Regions from separate parts of the Muntiacus reevesi genome. Here region 1 is linked to region 2. The links are chromatin contacts, called in public Hi-C maps. All regions are on one chromosome and are shown on one strand. The core of a region is the stretch at or near the end of the contact, and the rest is flanking DNA. Distances in the headings are between cores, read along the strand shown.

Region 1 (6,447 bases), core at 2,842-5,341, 300 kb before region 2:
GTCTTCAAACGTTGTCTGTTGTAACTAGATCCACCTGTGTCTTTGGTTGTTAGCTGTACACTCAACCCTGCTTGAGATGGGGAGGGGGAGGCGAAAGAAAGAGGGAGGGGAAAAGAGAAGAGCGGGCACCGGGAGGGAGGTTGCACTGCCACTAGATGGCACCAAAGACGACCCAATAAAGAGCAACCCGGGACTTGGGCGTTTCTCTCTTCCCCGAAGATTCTGTTCAAGTTTTTCTCTGAATCCAGCCAGAGAGATTCCATGAACCTCGCTGAGAATTATGAAGAGACAGACCTCCATGCACGTTCAGCTTTCCGTAACCCATTCCACAACGGTTCCCGGAATGCAGGCAGAGAGCTTACTTAGCTAGCGGCAGGCAGCTGCATCTCAGGACGGTGGGATGACGAGCCTTTAAACCCAGTCCGATGTCAAGAGATATGGTGACCATGGCCAGTCCCCTTGGGCTTTGCTGCTGCTGCCTCCACTCATTCTGTGCCCCAAAGATCCAGGCCCGCCCCCATGGGGCTTGGGATGCGAAGCTACAAGACAGAGCTCTGGGTGGGGCCTGGGGGCCTCTCCCTCCGCAGCCGGTGGGCCCCTCTTCTCCATCTCGGATGGATCTCTTTATCTTCTCTGCTCCCACCGCCAACATCGCCTTCCTGGCAGCATGAGCTGTCATCTGGCTCTTGCCAGCCTGGTTTCACCTCCCGCAGTCAGTCTGTCCCACCTTCCTGTCTGTCCCCCACACTTTATCCAGAAGGGTCTTCCATACAGACGGCCGCTCCCTCGCTTGAAACCCTTTGTGGCCTCCTGTCGCTCTCAGAACAGGCTCCAGACTCACTACCACGGTGTCCGAGGCTCTAGGGGATCTGATGCCTGCCCACCTGCCCAGTTCTATCTTTCTCCCAGTTTCCGCTTCCCAAATCCCCGCCCAATCTCTCTCACTCCCGCCACTACAGACACCTAGTCTTCAATCAGACTTAAATACTTTTGTTTCTCTAGTTATAATCGTTTCTTTCTTTTTTTTCCCCCCTCACTCTGGCCTTGGCACTTGGGAAGTAGACAACCCTCACCTCCTCTGACAAATCCTGAGAAAGCCCCACTCCAAGGCTGCTTGGCTGCATCTACTGAGTTTCCTTGGCTCAGCTGTCTTCCCCCTTCCGCCCCGACTACTAGCTCAGTGCCCAGCGCTTATTAGATGTTTGTTGAGGGAATGGACCGAACGGGCGTCTCACCCAGCAACCTGCGCAGACGCGGTGCCAACACAAGGTGTCGCTGCAGCCACGCGCTTCGGATGGCAGCCTCTTGCTTGGCGCAGGCTCGACTGACCCGGCTGTTGTCCCCACGAGGGCTCCTCCAGGCTGAGAGAGGGTCTTCTGGAGTCAGGGACGCTTGTTCAGTGCTGTGATGCCGGTGACATACGTTTGGGAACAGATTCCTGCCCTGGTACCTTCATGCAAACTTCAGAAGCTTGAGGGTGGCCTTCACCAAAACTCGACTCATCCTGCCTTCTTCCAAAGCAAATTTTGTTTCCTGCCTTGCTAACTAGAGGAGTTCAGTACTCAAAGTTCATGATTCTCAGTATTCAGCCAAGGGCTTGCTTCTTGGAGTAATTTGCTCCAGTGGTGCCTCCCTGGTGGTTCAGAGAGTGAAGAATCTGCCTGCAATGCAGGAGATCTGGGTTTGATCCCTGGGTCAGGAAGATCCCTTGGAGAAGGAAATGGCAACCCACTTCGTATTCTTGCCTGGAGAATCCCATGGACAGAGTAGCCTGGTGGGCTACGGGTTCACAAGGAGTTGGATAGACTCAGCAACTAACACTTCCACTTTTTGAAACTATCACAGGATAAATATTAGCTACTTGTTGATGAACTGGCTCATTAAATGGTTAAAAACGGTAGTTAACGTGGGCATTTCAAGTACCATGGTAGGCTGGATGGCAGGAGAGAATGTCATTTTTTCCCCTGGATATATCAGCCTAGATTCTGGAGGTAACTGCTTGTGGGGTCACTGGCTAGGGAGGTCTGCAAAGACAGATCAGGAGGGTTATTTTCCCAGACTCTACCCTGCTCTCCTCTGCCTGGGGGCCATCAAATTGTACTTTGAAATGCTTTTGTAGTATTCACAAAGGTGGTGGAGCCCTGCTTGGTCTGAAGCCCCCAGTTTCACTGTTGGCCGGGATTTGGGGGCAGCTTCCTTAACCAACAAGCTCCAGTTTCCAAGTTGCCAGAGGAAGGGGTGGCCCTGGATGACCTTTCGGGGTTCTGCAGTCCTGACGGTGTGTGAATTTCTGTGAGCCACGATGATGGTGGAAGCTGGGCAAGTCGCCTGATTTTTGTGCTCATCAATTTCTTTATCTGTGGAACATGAATCATAGGAGTAATTAGCTCATAGGGTTTTAAAACAATGAGGTGAAATCCACGCCTGATAAAATCAGGCATTAAGAAATGTACGGTTGAGTCTCCCTTTTGTGCAGCCATCACCTGTATCACGTGCCAGCACTGCCAAAGGAAAGCCTGTCCCATGCAACAGTCACTCCCACGGCCCCCCTCCCAGGCCCTGACAGCAACCCATCTGTGTTCTGTTCATGAATTTGCCTCTACTGGATATTTCATATGCAGCGTGTCCCCTACATACCAACCTTCAGGTTGAGAACTTTGTGGGGAGACCTTCTGGGTTGTATTGGAGGGAGCAGACTTGGAGGGTAACAGGGTCATCGGAGGAAGTGCCAGCACCTGGGGGCCTGGGGGCAGAGGGGAGCCTTTGAGTCAAGGGCAGTACCCTTGTAACACCAGTATTTTCTGCACCATGAGTGTTGTTATTATTTTTTTTTTTGCATATCCATCAAGCTCTTTTGTTCCTTTTATTCACAACTCACCCTGAAAAAGAAATTTCTAGAATCTCCCCAATTAACTGGGTCAGTGGGCTCATAGGAAGATTTGTGTTTCTTGGAGTAGAGCTAGAATTTAAAGATTCTTTAATCTCATCTTTTCACATAACAGAGGAGGAAGAATCAGAGGCCCCGAGATTTGCTCAGACCTCAGCAGGAGTGGGCTGCAGTCAGGCCTAGAACCTGGGTCTCCGGGCTCCCAGCTCCATGGCTTTTCCGGGATTGTGTGGATCTCAGCGCCTGGCTGCGGTGTCAGCATAGTTTGTACATTGCTCGTGGACCTTGAAAAGTGGAGGGCTTCCCTGCAGCCGCCCTCTCTCCTGTTTAAATGTTTAAAATGTTTAAAACACAAAAGGCAAACTGTAGAAAAAAGATATAGCTCTTCTTCAGGAGAGAGAGTCTATTTACCTTTCTCTGTCCTGAGAACCTACTTAGGTGTTAATGGACATTAACCGGTCAATCCAGACATTCATGTGTACTCAGTCATTCAGTCACGTCCAAATCTTTGTGACCCCATGGACTGTAGCCCACCAGGCTCCTCTGTCCACAGAATTTCCCAGGTTAAAATACTGGAGTGGGTTGTCATTCCCTTCTCCAGGGGATCTTCCCAATCCAGGGATTGAACCCGTGTCTCCTGCATTGGCAGGCAGGTTCTTTACCACTGATCCACCAGGGAAGCCCAGTCAACCCAGGAAAACATACTCATTACTCGTAGGAATCATCAAAGCCCAGTACTGAGAATGTCCATGAAGACAGAAGCATCAAAAATTAATCTTTAGACCAAAAAGGAGAATATTAAATCTGCAGTCAAAGGGAATATGGAAACTTCTAGATAAAAGAATAAAGCAGGTAAGACTGGCTCAAAAAGTGTTTGGAGAAATGACTCATTTTTGTGTGATGGGAAGAGAGCTTCTGAGAGATGAAAGTGTATCATCAACAGGGATGGCTGTATATTTAAAACTATTGTCCAGGCTGCAGAGATCCGATGTTCTCAGGACTAGGTAAGCCAGTAATAAATGTGCCAGGACATGGTTGCTGCAGCTGAAATCTGGAAATTCTGGGAGGTTTGAGATGGTTCTTAGGAAGTGGGTGAGCAAGTGTGCTGTGAATGTCCTTCTCAGCGAGGCTGTGGTCACCCTGCTGAGCCAGAGGCACACGGGGAGGCGTGATCCCCACTGACCTGTGTCTATTCCTTCTCAGATGGCAGGGACCGCACGTCATGACCGAGAGATGGCGATCCAGGCCAAGAAGAAGCTCACCGTGACCACTGACCCCATCGAGAGGCTCCGTTTGCAGTGCCTGGCCAGGGGCTCAGCGGGCATCAAAGGGCTTGGCAGGTAGGACCCGGTCTGTGGGCTGCAGGGAGATGAAGAAGAAAGGCAGAGTGCAGCTAAGTGAGGCTGAGACCAACCATGGGCCCTTGGGCAAGTCACTTCCTCCCGGGTCTCAGCTCCGCCTTTGTAAAATGCAGAGTTTGGAAGCATTGATCTCTGAGGTCCCTTGTGACAATTTTTGGTTCTTAAGTGCAGCTACTGGGACAAATCAAAGTGAAGGGAGAAGCACATCCAGGTGTTAGAGACACCTAGAAGGGGGTGACAGAGGATGAGATGGTTGGATGGCATCATTAACTCAATGGACATGAGTCTGAGCAAATTCTGGGAGACAGTGAAGGACAAGGGAGCCTGGCATGCTCCAGTCCACGGGGTTGCAAAGAGTCAGACATGACTGAGAGACTGAACAACAAGCAGCGTAATGAGAGAGACAGCCCCTAAAGCTGTGACAATAAGGGCTGAATTATCCCAGGAGACTTGCATATAGTTCCCTTCGGTCTACAGTAGGACCCTGTTGTTTATCCATGCTAAATGTAATAGTTTGCCTCTGCTGACCTCAAGCTCTCAGTAGGGTTCAGGAGAGGCTGAGAAATGACTCTGTATGTCCAGAGAAAGCAATGGATGTGCTATTAAAGTATTCACTGAGCTTAGGATCAGATGTTTGGCATGAGTAAAATTTGAAAGTTCCCTCAAAGGGGGGTTAGTGAATTAGAATAGGGAGGGGGCAATAGAGATTTAGAGGCAGTTGCAGATTTTGTGTCTCCATCACTTCCAGGGACACGGGAATCTCCTGCCACCCAGGGATTCCCTCAGCTTAACAGGAGAACAGCGCCTGTTCCCGGCCCTCTGATCATGGGATTAGTCCTCAGGCCTGGGAAACCTGAGTGGAAAGAGACTGTAAGCCCCCTAAGGATGGGTCCTGAGTGTTGCCTGTTTCCAAAGACTAAACCCGCTGCCTGCCATGGGTGGGGCATCGTGCTGTCTCAGGGCTTTCATGGGCAAGCAAGGTTTCTCCAGGGTTAATGGAGAACTCAGGACACCAAGAGTCACAAGGACGGGCTCCTCCTGGTGTGAGAAGTTGTGTGTTAGAGACATACAGAGTGCCAGCACTGGGGAACTCCAAGCTCCCATCTGGTGGCTGAGAGGTTTCCTTTCCCACAGGTTACTGAGCCCTGGAATGTCACTTTCAGCAGTCCCCCACTCTCAGGCCAAGCCCAGCTCTGTCAGATGCTCAGGACATGGGCAGATGGATGCTGGTGGCCAGGCTGTCACGGTCCAACGGGAAGACCAGCCCACTTCCCTTCAACATTGTATTAATCCATCCTCCACCTTTGTGCTGGGGTCACATTCTTGTCCTCAGTGTAGACCCCTCATGACTACTACTGTCTCATCTATTCCAGGCCCATTCAGTTGAATCTCTGCTGCTGTCTATGCCACCTCCACCCCACTCCCCTATCAGCCTTTCCACTGTGAACCAGTCTACTGTGAACAGACGCTGTCTCCTCCTTGGCCTTCTGCGTGAATGCCCTCTGCCTCCTCCCCTTTACTGGTTTTGCCCTTCCCTACATTTCTCCTCAAGGGTTGGCTGCCCCTTTCCCCATTTTTTTTTTCTTACGGTTAGACTGGGATTATGTTTCTCTGGGGGCCACAGAAGAAAAGTGACATTCTCATCACATCAAATCAAGGATGCATGCATGCTATCAACATGAGGGTGATGGTGGTTTAGTCGCTCAGTTGTGTCTGACTCTTTGTGACCCCATGGACTGTAGCCCTCCAGGCTCCTCTGTCCATGAGATTTCCCAGCCAAGAGTACTGGAGTGGGTTGTCATTTCCTTCTCCAACTATCAGAATGGCTTATCACCACTGGCGTTGATCTTGGTCTCCTGGCTGAGACAGTGCCTGGTTTCTCTGTAAACTTGCTTTCCCTACTGCCTCTCCATATTGGACTCTTCGAAGGGAAGTGTCTATGCAGAGCCCCACTTAGGGCCTGGGGAGCATGGTTTCCTCCTTCAGGAGAGAGTATGAGCACAATTCATTTCAAATTCGGCAAGAGAAATTTATCTCTTCTCCCACATTTATCTACTTATTCAATCATTTACTTAAACCATTATTAACTCATGGATATGTATTTTATACTTTGGGATATAACCCAACACTTTTTTATTGTTCAAATTGTTTCAGTTTTGGCTTTGGGAGCTCTTGCGGTTGGCTTCTGTTTCTGTTTGA
Region 2 (6,768 bases), core at 1,480-3,979:
TTTAATTTTGTTTTTGACTTGACAAAATTACATGAGCACATTTTAGGTCAAAAGTTAGAGTAACTAACTCATTTGTTCTAACAACTGCATGATAATCCATAGCATAAATACAGCATCATTTACCCAAGTATTCTATTATTGAAGCAAATTCATATTGTCTCCATTTTTTTTCTTTTTGCCCCTACAATCCATGTGGCAATAAACATCCTTGTTCAAATGTCCTTACACATTGGTGATTTTATTTTTGTATGATAGTTTCTAAAAAGTAAGATTTAGCATTTACTGTGTGTCATGGACTGTTTTAAGTGCTTTGCATTTATTATGTCATTTAATCGTAACACTACTTGATGAAGTATTATTATTACCCCTATTTTGAGTATTATAAAATTTAGGTAAATAAATTGCTCACAAGCACTAGCTAGTAAGTGTGAATAAGTGATTTTAACCTAAACAGTCTGGCCTCCAAATCCTTGCACTTAACAGGATGCTTATCCAGAAATTGCCCAATTATTTTCCCCAGAAGTTGCATCATTTATGGTCCTTCCAAGAGAGTTCCTATAAACTGTTTTAAGTCTTCCTTTTGTATGCCACAGAATGGCTTATCTAATGACACAAATCAACTGGCAGCATGCTTCTTAGGCATACAGATCCTATCTTGTCTGTTTCCAAACACCGTTGAGTGTGTTCCCTATAATCTGAAAAGGCTTTTACAACATGGATTTAGGTAATCTCAGGAATTGTCTCTCTCTCCTTTGACTCCTCTTAGCAGTTAGGGTTGAGAAATGAATATGTATTGCTAGTGAATGGGATGCAGAATATATTAGCCGTCTCTGCTAACAGCTTCCAGCTTTACACTTAGGGAAAGCAGACATCGGAATTTTTCCATTTATAGTTTATGCTATTTAAATTCTTTAAAAATCTTTAGTCTTGGGACTTCCTTGGTGGTCCAGTGGTAAAAACTCAGCACCTCTACCGCAGGAGGTAGGGGTTCAATCCCTGGTCAAAAAACTCAGTTCCTGCATGCCTCTAGGTAGGGCCAAAAAATAAATAAAATCTCTAGTCTTTTAACCTTCAGGGAATGAAGTAATTCTTCCTCCTCCTTTCAAAACCAAAACTCCCCAAACGGATTACAATTAGAACGGCATATTACTGTTTTTAGATTTCTTGTAAATTTTATTTACTTTTCTCAAAAGTGTTTGAATATGCAACAGAGTCTTGTGGACTTGAGCAAAGAATATGGCTTTTATTAATCAAGTAAATGAACCAAAGTAAACTCAGCCCACTGTATCTGCTTTTCTTCAGAAGAGTATACCTTAAGGCCATGATACTACATTTTGGCTCCTATGGTGAGAAAAAAAATAAGAAAAGAAAAATGCTAATACCATCCTGAGATAAGCATCATATTTTAGATAAGGAACAGTCAGAGAGACACATGGGATGATCATGGAGTTCTGGGAAAAAACTTACTGTGTGTGGGTGGTAGTTTGGCAAAGAAAAAGTCTGGGTTTATGCCTCAAGAAAGGTAACTGGAGTGAGTGAATGATAGTCGCTCAGTTCGTGTCCGACTCTGAGACCCCCTGGACTGTAGCCCACCAGGCTCTTCTGTTCATGGAATTCTCCAAGCAAAAAAACTGGAGTGGGTTGCCATTTCCTTCTCCAAAGGCTACTGCAAATGCTGCAAATTTATAGATCCTAACGTTGGTAACAAACACTTCGCAGCTGCAGAGACACTACTGGTTGAGCAAATACTGTGGATGACTTAAGATTGAGTTGGCATTATTGCCCCCCTGGAAGCAAGTTGACATTATGCAAGAATGCTTCTGGGAAAAACAGATTGAAATGATTTGGCCTGAAAACCTCCTGCTTTGAGCAAAACCATACCAGTTGGAAAATGAACTCTTGTTTAAGAAACAACAAAAAGAAGTTGAATGGGGGTATAGTGCTATTCTGGAATTACCTGGTTGTTACAAAAGTTGTCAGCATGTAAAACTGCGTCTGGGGTTGTGGGATTTAGGAAATTTGGATGACAACTTTGTGGCTGGGATAAAGTCAGGTTAGTGAAGAAGTCAGCTTTGGGAAGGGTGAAAAGTGGTCAGAAGTAGCAAATGTGTACATATCGAGTTAAAACTGCTGAAATTTGTAAATGTTAATATATTCTGCATTAACTCATTTCACACACAGCCCTTTATACTGCGAGAAGGAGAAGGTATTGTAACTTGTCCAGGGGTACACAACTAGTAGTGCTGTAGCTGACTTTCAGGATTCACATTTCGCTGGTTTGCCAGCACACCACGCTTCTGAGAGTGTGAAAGGAGCAAAGTCAGGGCTAAAGAGTCCAGAAAGTTCTTCTCTCCACTGGAGCAAGGGCGCCCTCCCTAAAGCCTCAGAACCATGGTAGGACAGAACCCACAGGGCTGGGACCACCGTGATGATGGGTAACTCAGAGCCGAGCAGCAGAGTGGAGACGCGAGACTCCGCGGTGGCTGAGGTTAGCCAGAGCCGGCAGCTAGCCTGCGCCCGCAGACTCCACAGCTCGCCGCGCCCCAGGCTCCGCTCCCCGATCGCCCCCGGTCCGCTCGCCCCAGGCTGTGGCACTCACTCACGGTCTGGGACACCTTCAGTTCCTGGTTGAGCCACTGGCACAGGATCTCCGACATGGTTCGGCCTGTGCCTCCCACCGCACGCAGGTGCCAGGAACACGCGGGAAACCTAGCCCGCCCGCTTGCCTGCGTCCTCCTGTTGCCAAGGGCGACCCGTTGCTAAGGAAGCGTTTTCAGGCTGGAGCTGGGAGAAGAGGGGGTGCCAGAGCTCAGCCCAAGAGGACAGAAAATCGTGGCCTGCCCCCTGCTGGTAGGTAAGACCGGGATGTGCGCGGGCGCGGTGGGCTTGGGAGCGCTAGGGGAAGGCGGTGGAGCGCTATTAACACAACAGCCAGGAGAGGTTTGCAGGGTTGGTGTGTGGAGGAAGAGAGGCAAGGGAACCCTTCGAAAGAGAGAATCTTGATTGAAGGGGATTTTTTTTTCTTCCTGTTTACCTCCTAAAGAAATTTATGAGAGCCCCTGCTCCAATGACCTCAGTTTTGTCTTTAACTTACCAATTGCTGGTTTTAATTGCTGTGTTATATGGGCTACCCAAGCAGGGACTGAATAGGTCTTATACAACTTTTAGTCCCAGAACTGGTAGAGGTCCTGACCTGTAGCAAACTTTCAATAATTTTTGTTGGTGGTGGTGACAGAAGTAACATTCAGGGTAATTCATATCTTTATATTGTTTTGAGAGATGAGTATTTAATGAATTTCTTTTCTGATCATTTTTTCCTTCCAGGTATTATTTTAAATTGTATTTTGGGAAAGACTCTCACCTTGACCAAACCTGAGTCAGACTCCTCTGAGCCCTCTTCTCCCTGAGGTCCTACCTTGAACTCTGTCCTTGGCTCCTTTGTCGAGTTTTGGCAAAAATTCTGCTGGGTGAATTTAATGAAAATCCACCACCCTCCATATCTGATCTAGTTCCCTGTCCCTGACCCTTGATAGCTGACCATTCTGACCTGTTTTCTGCAAATATCCTGTCTAGTCAATTTAGTCTTTAACTCTGATGTTTCCTCTTAGAAGTTTTCCATCCAAAGACCTCAAATGCACTCCTTGGCTGTAAATCCCCACTTCTCCTTATTATATTCAGAACTGAGCCCTATCTCTATCCACTATTGCAAAACCCCATTGCAGTAGTCCCTTCAATAAAGTCTTATGGTCTTTAACAACAGCAAGAAAAATTCTCCTTTAATAATTTCTTAAAGTTTAGATGGAATAATGGAAAAATTATTTACATATATAATGTGCTTAGTCACTCAGTTGAGTCTGACTCTTTGCGACCCCATGGTCTGTAGCCCACCAAGCTCCTCTATCCATAGGGATTACTCCAGGCAAGGATACTGGAGTGGGTTCCCATGCCCTCCTCCAGGGGATCTTGCCAACCCAGGGATTGAACCCAGGTCTCCTGCATTGCAGGCGGATTCTTTACTGTCTGAGTCACCAGGACAATATATATATGTGTGTACATATGTGTATGTCACAAATATAAGTAACTTCCCCCCCAAAGCTTGAATTCATCAAATTCTTTTAAACTGTAAGAATGATGACAGTAATGACCTAATAGTGAGATTTCTCTTAAAATTAATTTGAAATTGATCTGTATGTCCTGATTGGATAAATGTTTAGTACCTATACACCATGGAATATTACTCAGCCATTAGAAAGAATTCATTTGAGGTTCTAATGAGGTGGATGAAACTGGAGCCCATTATACAGAGTGAAGTAAGCCAGAAAGATAAAGACCAATACAGTATACTAACACATATATATGGAATTTAGAAATATGGTAACGATAACCCTATATGCAAAACAGAAAAAGAGACACAGATGTACAGAACAGACTTTTGGACTCTGTGGGAGAAGGCGAGGGTGGGATGTTTTGAGAGAACAGCATCGAAACATGTATATTATCGAGGGTGAAACAGATCACCAGCCCAGGTTGGATGCATGAGACGTGCTTGGGGCTGGTGCACTGGGAAGATCCAGAGGAATCGGGTAGAGAGGGAGGTGGGAGGGGGGATCGGGATGGGGAACACATGTAAATCCATGGCTGATTCATGTCAATGTATGGCAAAAACCACTACAATATTGTAAAGTAATTAGCCTCCAACTAATAAAAATAAATGGGGGAAAAAAAAGTTTAGTACCATTTCACTGCTGGCTTACTTAACATTGAAATCTCTCATCCGATGAGTTTCTCACACCCAACACAGTAGGCATAACTACCATGGGAATTCTGAGGAAGATTTTTCGCCAACAGAATTGGAGCCTGATACACTTGATATGCATCATTTTAGAGTTATCCAAATTTGAAAGGTTATATTCTAAATAGCCTGTTTAGCTTGGGAGATGTATCTAGTAAACCTTTAAACATTAGAAATATGTCATCCCTGAAAATGCTTCCAAAAGATGTATACCTGCCTAGAAATGACCTCCAAGACAGTCCTGTGGCTAGTCATCCCAGTTGTACATTTAAATTGAAGACTATTGTTACTCATTTATCAAGAAGTTCCAAGCTTTAATTTCAGCCTGTAGAGCCCGGGAGATAGGAACTATTGTTTTCTAGACTGCTGAGAAAATTGCTTTTGGGGAACGATGTAGATGAAGGCACATCAAGTTCCATAGCTGCTCCAGAATAAAACATCTGAGCTCATAAGGCATCCATAGATATATGCTATTATTCCCACATCAGAGCAAAATATTTCTGTGCCATCTAGAGGAGCTGTTTGGTTGTTGCTTATTGTTTTGTTTCAGTTATTTGTAGTGTTTGTCTCTGGAACCCAGCTCCAAACAACATAATCTGCCAATGCAATATTTTGGAAAAGAAGTTTATATACAGAATTTAGATAAATGAGGAAGAGATGCTGCAAAATTAAGGCACAGGTTTTTTTTTTCACCAAAAAAAGCACATTTCAGCTCCTAAACTATTCAAATTGAAAATGATCTGACATTAAAATATTAATGAAAAAGTTAGAGCTATTATTGAAACACATGCATTATACTGTGTGTTTTTTCTTGAAATGGCTAGCTTAGTTAGTATTCCAATTTTACCATTCAATCAATTGAATTTCCATTGAAATCCCAGCTGTGGATAAGGTTTGTAGCACTGCTTATGTTGTTATTTTTCATCAATATGATTTATGACTTGGTTTCTGCATGTGGAATCAGTTGGGAGAGGAGATGATTTTAAAAAATGGACAGTTTCCCATCTGTTCTTGAGATGGCACACTGATTGTTTTTTAATTGAAAATTTTAGGGTATCTGGAGCTTGCATTTAATTGCAACCATTACAGCCTGTTTAAAACTTAATTGAAAATTTATTTTTTAAGACATTCTTTATAAATCCTTATTTCTCCTTTGCAGATAGTGAAGCGTGGATGATAATTATTTTGACACCACACCACTTTGGGTTGAAAAGTGCTATGGTGTACTGAAATGAAATACACCTTATTTTTTTAAAAAAAGAAGTGTAGCATTTTTTCAGAATAGAATTTTACACTATCAATAAAGCCCAAGATTTGAAACCAGATACACCTGGCCCCAGTGAAGAGCTGACTCACTGAAAAAGGCCCTGATGCTGGGAAAGATTGAAGGCAGGAGGAGAAGGGAACAACAAAGGATGAGATGGTTGGATGGTATCACCGACTCAATGGACATGAGTTTGAGCAAGCTCCAGGAGATGGTGAAGGACAGGGAGGCCTGGTGTTGTGCTGCAGTCCATGGGGTTGCAAAGAGTTGGACACAGCTGAGCGACTGAACACCACCACCACCTGGCCCCAGGTAACTGCTCATGATCTGACAGGCTCTTTGACTTTGGAAAAACTTCTTAACCCCTGAGGCTCAGTTCCTTATCTGTAGAAGAAGGACATCAATATTTGTTTGACAGACTTGTGAGAATTAAATGAGAAATTGCACCTATTAATGTCTGGCTTATAGTAGATGCTAAGCATTTCTTTCCTTTTCTCCTAAAGCTATATAAATTTTTCCATTAGACAGCTAGTTGGCTTAGTTTTGAATAGTTTGGACTTGTTTATAGCATTTCAAGAAGTTTTTGAGGCATTTGTTTCCTGAATCTGCTTGGATTTTATTAATGACTAATTCAATGTTTATATATACATAAGTACATACATACTGAAGGATTTTTAGAAAATCTTATATGGTCTTTTATGTGTGTGTTGCA

Evidence for each region. A called contact is a pair of places that touch in the nucleus more often than the background predicts.
Region 1: a contact with region 2 is called in a Hi-C map of muscle, with 11 times the contacts expected there. The contact joins the promoter of CAPSL here to the promoter of SPEF2 in region 2. A contact is called at or near these places in 2 of 3 Hi-C or Micro-C datasets (blood and muscle).

The regions. Positions count from the first base shown.
Region 1 is chr14:31,321,310-31,327,756 of mMunRee1.1, reverse strand. CAPSL (calcyphosine like) reads left to right here and starts at 4,091. Exons shown (of 4, transcript XM_065905753.1): 1 at 4,091-4,227. The coding sequence starts at 4,091.
Region 2 is chr14:31,024,412-31,031,179 of mMunRee1.1, reverse strand. It overlaps SPEF2 (sperm flagellar 2), which reads right to left and starts at 2,729. Exons shown (of 18, transcript XM_065905418.1): 1 at 2,600-2,729. The coding sequence starts at 2,657.